Regions from separate parts of the Mus musculus genome. Here region 2 is linked to region 1. A link is a contact called in public Micro-C data. All regions are on one chromosome and are shown on one strand. Each heading gives the region's core, a stretch centred on a gene start, on an enhancer-like site or on the middle of the called end of the contact. The rest is flanking DNA. Distances are from core to core; before and after follow the strand shown.

Region 1 (3,069 bases), core at 333-2,832:
CCTCCTGCCCAGCAACTATGCCCACTACTGCCCTGCTGGGACAGCAGGGGCTTTGGCCTGTGCCTTAACCCAGTACTCATTTCTGGCCACCTCAGCCTTGGCCCTTCCCACCTGCCAACTTGGTTGGTCCAAGTAGCCTCGCTCAGGCATCATGTGTAGGCTCAGAGATCTCTAGGGCCAGAATGTGTCTTGAGTTTGTCGAAGGAGCACTGTTTAAGAACTATAGGTTCAGAAGTAGGGGAGCTTTTGGGTTGAGACAAAGTGAGAATTAAGCAAAAACTTGACAGTAGACAACCTGTCAAGTTTTTGAAAGTGAGTCTGAGTGATAGTATGGATGCTGGCGTCTTCAAGTCCTCTTCACTGTGTTCTTCCTCTCTTCAAAATGGTTGGGAGATGTCTTAGAGTAGCCAGGGGCAACTTACAGAAACCCTCAGGACCAGCCTAACTGAACAACTGATCTCTCAAAATGTAAAATGTAGTCAGACCTTTCTGTGCCCACTAACCGCCTGGAGCAGTGCCCCTCAGCCCCATCTCCCTCTTCTAGTGGTCTGTTTTGCAAATAAACGGTGTTTCCCCCTTTGGAGTTTCTTTTTTGCTGCCTTAGGTCAAGGTGGAGCTAAGGAAATCATCCACCCAGTGGGCTTTGCCACGGTGGTCCAGGCATCTCTCCAGTATCTACTGAATAAAAGCAGCGAAGACTGAAAAGCCCTTCCTCACTCTGGTGTTAGGCTGCTGACAGCGGATCACAAGGACAGAGAGGAGTCCTCAGGGAGCTGCAGTCGGCCTGGCTTCCTCCAGGGCATCAGCTATTCTAGCTCTGCCCTGAGACAAGGTCTTCCAGGCAGCATGAGGAGATAGATGTCTCCTAACCCCTCTAGGCCTGTTTTCTCAGGTGCAAAATGGTGGGTCCTCTTCCTATCATTCAAAGGCAGAGCAACCTTCAGAGAGTTTCTGAAAAGGTGCCCAATGCCAAATGATCTATTCGGAATACCTCGTTTCTCAGATCACACATCCTCACTTTGGAGAAATTCCCAACTGATTCTAATCAGCGCTAATGCACCGCGGGCTTGGGTTGAGGCAAGCAAGGGGCCTCAGGTTGTCCTAAGAGGACAACCGTCCCGAGGGCGTCTGGCTCCCACAGAACCTGTCTGTGGAGCAGCGGGAAGGCCCCGGACCCACGGGGGTCGGCTGAGGTGCGTGGCCCCAGACCCGGCCACCAGAGGGAGCTAAGGGAAAGGGACACGGCGCGCCCAGCCAGCCAGCCAGGAGCGGGAGCGCGCCGCCTCAGGGAAGCGCGCCTCCCGCCCGCGTGGCAGCGCCATCCGCGCCGTCAGCCTGGCGCGCTGCCTCTTTGTCTCTCGGCGCCTCCCAGACAAACCGCTCGCTGCTGGCGGGAAGCCGGGCTCGCTCGGGAGCAATGGCAGGAGCGACGCGGCCTGGACGCCCCCTGCCCGGCGTGAGGTGTTTGGTCAAAGGAAGCGAGTGGATGCTCGGAAAGTGCTTTTCGCAGGCGGCCGGCGTCGGCTCCAGCCTCAATTTATAGTCGGGCTCGCTCCCCGCCCCCTCCCGGCAGCCCCTGGGCGGCGCCGGCAGCCGCAGCTCTGCCTGGCCGAGCCTCTGGCCCGGAGCCCGGGCGGCCCGCTGGGGACGGGGAGAAGGGAGGATGCGGAGGGTGGGTGGTGCGGGAGGGAGGTCGCCACTCCCTCCCTAGTGTCTGACTGGGGCGGGGAGACCCCTTCCTCCTCAGGCTCTCCTCGGTGCCCAGCTCCACACAGTCCCTTTATTCCAAGGCCCAGGATTCCCTCCCCTTTATAATAAATTAAGGAATCTTCAGCGCCTGCTAGATCCTAGGACAAGGGGAAGCCAGGTTTCTGACATCATGTCCTTGGTAAGAACCGCTGCCCCCGTGCAGGTGACAAGGACTGGGTCCAGGTCTATCATAGTGCCCTGGTCTCACATCTACAGAGTCCGGATGGCCACAGGGTAGAGCAGGGACATGTGTTCCGCTCCCTTAATGGGCAGCTTGCGGCTGGCATAGTGGTGCACGATTTCAGGGACGCTGCTGAAGGGTGGGCTGTTCTGGCCCAACACATACTTGTGTTCCTTAGTCCGGGACAGCTTCATGTGCATGAAGCCCTGACTGCTCCTAGGAAGAGAAAGAGATCCCGGTGACCAGGGGTTCTCCTCAGTCCCCTACTTCTACCCCGACTCTCCCAGCAAGTGTGATTCCAAAGCCAGCTTCAAGTGGGAGGTGGACAGAGACGGGATGGTGGGGGAGGGGAGGGGAGGGGAGGAGAGGAGAGGGTTGAGTAGGTAGCATGAGGCACTGGCTTTGTGGTGAGGACGCTCATTGTACCAAGAATGTGTGTGTGGTGAGTATACAGGGTGTGTGCTGGTGGAAAGTGGGGTGCCCCGCACCCTCCAATTCTGTGACCCTAGCCCATAGCCTTTGGCTAAGGCCAGTTTAACCCTACCTGGACTTTTGAGACCGATTCATACAGGTCAGGCTAGTCTGTGTCTCCACCTCTTAATTATAGGTGTATGCCAGTGTATGGGGTACTGAGCCCAGAACCCAGGGCTTTGGACAGACTAGCCAGCACCTTAGCAACTGACTACAGCCCGGCCTTATGCTCAGTTTCCCCTTCTTGAGCTATATGGCAGCACCAGTCTGTGGGTCTTACACCAAGTCAGACCCTCTCAGTCCAGCCAGCCAGCCCTTAGGCCTGGAGTGACATCATCTGGAGACTCGGTTAGCATTACCTACCCAGAGTTGGGTAGGACAGACAAAGGAATTATGGTGTGGAGGTGAGATGAGAGGGCATGGGAGCCCCCCAGCCTGGAGTCTGATTGCAACCTCTTTCCATCAGAGAAGAAGCAAGCAGTTCCAGCACAACCGACATCTGCGGCAAAGGCGGCTGACACAGACTTAATACGTCTTTTAAATACAAAGATTTTATGTTGAGCAGGTCTTAAGGCCTGAGTGTGTATGACCTTGTGGAGGGGCTCATTCTTTTTCCTATACTATAGTTTGGTTGAAATTTGTGGGGCGAAACAAGCCCTTTCTACAGC
Region 2 (3,100 bases), core at 321-2,820, 51 kb before region 1:
CCTGCCTTTGGCTGCCTGGCCTCACCTGGTCCCGGGGGTTGCTGGGGCTCTGTCCAGTGTTGTGGTCCCAGCGGCTCCTTTGAAAGGGCAGCACCACGTTCCCGCGCTTGTCAGGGTCGAACACCGGGTCCCCACGTGGGATGTAAATGTTGAGGAACTCTGCGGGGCAGCCTGGTGTTTCCACACTCACCAGGTCTGAGAGCACGTGGTAGCCTGGGTTAAGAGAGCAAAGTGGTAGATAAATCACCAGGTCCCGCTCTCCTTAGGAGAGCCTCTGAATTATCAGGACACAGAGGCCAGAGCACAAGCTTCAACGCTGTCTCTTCAGCTTATCCCCCCCCCCCCGCCAGACTTGATCTTCTAAGATGCAAACAAAACGTAGCATCCCCTTGTGAACATGCCAATATCGTTTCGGGGGTGGGAGGGGGGGAGGCGGATACGATTTGAAAACAAGCTCCCTTCACCTCTGTGTGGCAGTCATGAGAGTCTTGAGGACAGCAGTGGTCAGGGCATAAGTTTCTGAGAGTTCTAGTGGGGACCCAATGTACGTGTTGGTTTGAAGTAAAGTAAGAGAAAGATCCCCGCATCACACCCAAACCCTCAAAGATGATAACAGAAGCACTTCTTGGAAAGTTCTTTTTTCTGCAAGTTGCGGTGGTCCTTTCCCTGGACACTCAGCAAGCTCCAGATCCACCCTGGTTTCCTGTTCCTATACTCACCAAAGAAGACCCCCAGCACTGTGCGGTTGTGGACCGAGGGCAGCCCTGCTTTGCCCTTAGCGACAGCATCGCTTAGCCGGCGAGGGTTGGGCAGTAGCGGCTCTTCCAGAGCCTGATAAACACCGTCAGCATAATTAGCCGGTATTAGGCGACGCAGCCGCGAGCCTGGAGCGCAGAGAGTTGATCTGGATCAACGCTCTGGGTCCCCAAGAAGCCCCACATGCCCCCTCCCATTTCCTACCCCCAGGAATGGATAAGAATGTGGTGAGAATGCAATCCCGCAGGCCGCCCCGGCTCCTCTCCCCACACTCCAACTGCACGCCCTCCCTACAGAGCCCGGGGCTTACCAGCCGCACCGCGCTGGTGGTACTTCAGATTATTAAACCAGCCGTCGTAGCGCTGCACTTCCCAGGGCAGTGAGGGTGCGTCCTGGCCACCTGTGGGAGCAGAAAGCCTCCCACTTAACATTAACCTTCCAGAATGCCCTGAATGACCCGATGGGCTTTAGGCTCCTTCCTCAGCTGGCTAACTCCTGCCAATGAACGCCATCTCCAATCCTTTGGCCGCTGAGCCGAGGCGGTCAGAAGTCTTCCAACTCAATAGCTCAATAAGAGATGGCTCAACCCTTCCAGCTTCCAGGCGCCATCTGCCTTCCCTTCTCTTTCCACACTCCTGTGGGACACTGGCTAGCCCCTTCAGCAAGAGGCCCCTACTACGTACCTGCTGGGCCCAGGGGTCCAGTCAGCAGAGCGCCCAGGAGAACTAGAGTCTTGGGACTTGTTGGAAGCATGCTGTCCTTGATCCCGGCGGTGGGGGGTAGTGTGTCAAGAGCGCACACTCCCACGGCTGGTACTGGGAGAGGAGCAGAGAGGTACTACTCAGGTCCCACATCTTCACGACGCGCTTTCTGGCATTAAGACCGTCTGCCACCCTAACCCTGTCTGATGCTGATCTCAAGCACATTAACACCCTGGTCAGGAGCGCAGCGGGACTGTCTATGGGGTTTGTTCTAAAACCTAGTCCTCTCAGCCCAATTTCCCAAGTACTGCTTCTCCAGGAGGGGGATAGAAAAGGGAGAGAGGCTAATGAACTGAGAGCTAGGGACGCGCAGCCAACCTCATCCTCATCTAGGATGAATTACGTTCAAAGGGGAGAAAGGAGCTAGGAGACCCAACCTCTGGTGTAAGGGATCCGGTCCGGTTCAACAGTCTTCCGTGGTCTTGGAGATTTTGTTTCCTGCTCCGCTCCTGGGAGCAGCTCCGAGAATCTTCACCCTTCCTGGATGCCCGTTCACCCTTCGCTCTTCGTCCTGCCTAGCAGGTGTCGCTCGCGCCACCGCTAGCAGGTGTGAATGTGTGAATCAGAGGTTTGCGGTCGAGTTAAGGACAGGATTTCAGTTATTTGCATGTCTCCGCCCCTTCGTTTGCATGACCTCAACCAGACAGGACCCTGCTACCTGGTTTGGACGCCGCCCCTGCTTGCTGCCCACGCTCCTATAAAAGGAGGGGGTCTGCGTTTCTTTGTGAACACTGCGTGAAGTCGCAGGGCCAGGAAAGAGTTTCGGGAGATCACGCCTCTGCGCTTCTTAGGAGAGCCGCAGGGCTCGGACTTTTTATCACTCATCCCAGCTCGCTGCCTGCGAACAGTTCTCGAACTTCTTGCAGGATGACTGCGTGGGACGGGGTGCTACCCTTTTACCCCCAGCCCAGGCATGCCGCCAGCTTCAGCGTACCGCTGCTCATTGTTATCCTGGTGTTCTTGTCTTTGGCTGCTAGCTTCCTGTTCATCTTGCCTGGAATCCGTGGGCACTCGGTAAGGGGGTATTCAAAGTTCTCCCTAGAGGGATTCTAGAAGAAGCCGATTTCGTGGGGGTAATAGTGCGATATGGAGAGAGTTTCTTGGAGACTCAGGACAGAAGAGACTAAGGAAGATTCTCCGAGGATCAGCAGATGCAAATTTAGAAGTCTGGTGCAGTAAGCGACTCTTCCGAGGAAGAGGTTCCTTGGTCCAGGACATCCCGGGAAGAGACTCCAGCTGGCTTCTTTTGGAAGCTGCAGCAGCAGTGGGAATCAGCCCAGTATATTTGGAATTAAGTCTAGCCTTCGGGTGCGGCCAGCCCCCCCCCCCGTCTCTGGTCTCTGAATGCCTTAGCCCCTCTGTCCTGTGCTTTGAACCATGATCAAGAGAATGGGGACTTCTGTGCTTTTCTTACTGTGTTGAGTTAAAGACTCAAGAGAGTTTCACAGAAGATTCAAACGTGTAGCAAGCAAGAGAAATTTCCAAGCTCCCAGCCTCCAGGTCCTGAACTACATTGTTATAAGTCTGAGAAGACCTTTTCCTGTTGATCTTTGTTGGTTCGGAGGAACTGGCAGGTCTAGAAA

Evidence for each region. A called contact is a pair of places that touch in the nucleus more often than the background predicts.
Region 2: a Micro-C map of embryonic stem cells shows a contact between it and region 1, with 1.6 times the contacts expected there. The contact joins the promoter of Duox2 here to the enhancer-like site in region 1. A contact is called at or near these places in 5 of 39 promoter capture datasets (the 3T3-L1 cell line, embryonic stem cells and macrophages), 29 of 484 Hi-C or Micro-C datasets (the C2C12 cell line, the C3H10T1/2 cell line, the G1E-ER4 cell line and 17 more), 5 of 115 datasets of contacts at active chromatin or transcription factors (the SCID.adh cell line, embryonic stem cells, pancreatic cancer cells and 1 more) and 3 of 9 other capture datasets (adipose tissue, liver and pancreatic islet).

Annotation. Positions count from the first base shown.
Region 1 is chr2:122,347,394-122,350,462 of GRCm38.p6, forward strand. Duox1 (dual oxidase 1) reads left to right here. Exons shown (of 33, transcript NM_001099297.1): 33 at 1-579. It overlaps Shf (Src homology 2 domain containing F), which reads right to left. Exons shown (of 7, transcript NM_001374011.1): 7 at 1,499-2,146. The coding sequence ends at 1,960. Among named protein-coding and RNA genes, the nearest start is that of Shf, 20 kb to the right of the region's middle. Within about 2 kb of position 1,583, at least 251 of the 459 cell types and tissues checked have an H3K27ac peak or open chromatin away from gene starts, as enhancers often do. A contact at or near this core is called in the C2C12 cell line, the C3H10T1/2 cell line, the G1E-ER4 cell line and 15 more, where this site is marked.
Region 2 is chr2:122,296,657-122,299,756 of GRCm38.p6, forward strand. It overlaps Duox2 (dual oxidase 2), which reads right to left and starts at 1,571. Exons shown (of 33, transcript NM_001362755.1): 1 at 1,440-1,571; 2 at 1,067-1,156; 3 at 720-884; 4 at 26-213. The coding sequence starts at 1,509. It overlaps Duoxa2 (dual oxidase maturation factor 2), which reads left to right and starts at 2,244. Exons shown (of 6, transcript NM_025777.2): 1 at 2,244-2,531. The coding sequence starts at 2,385.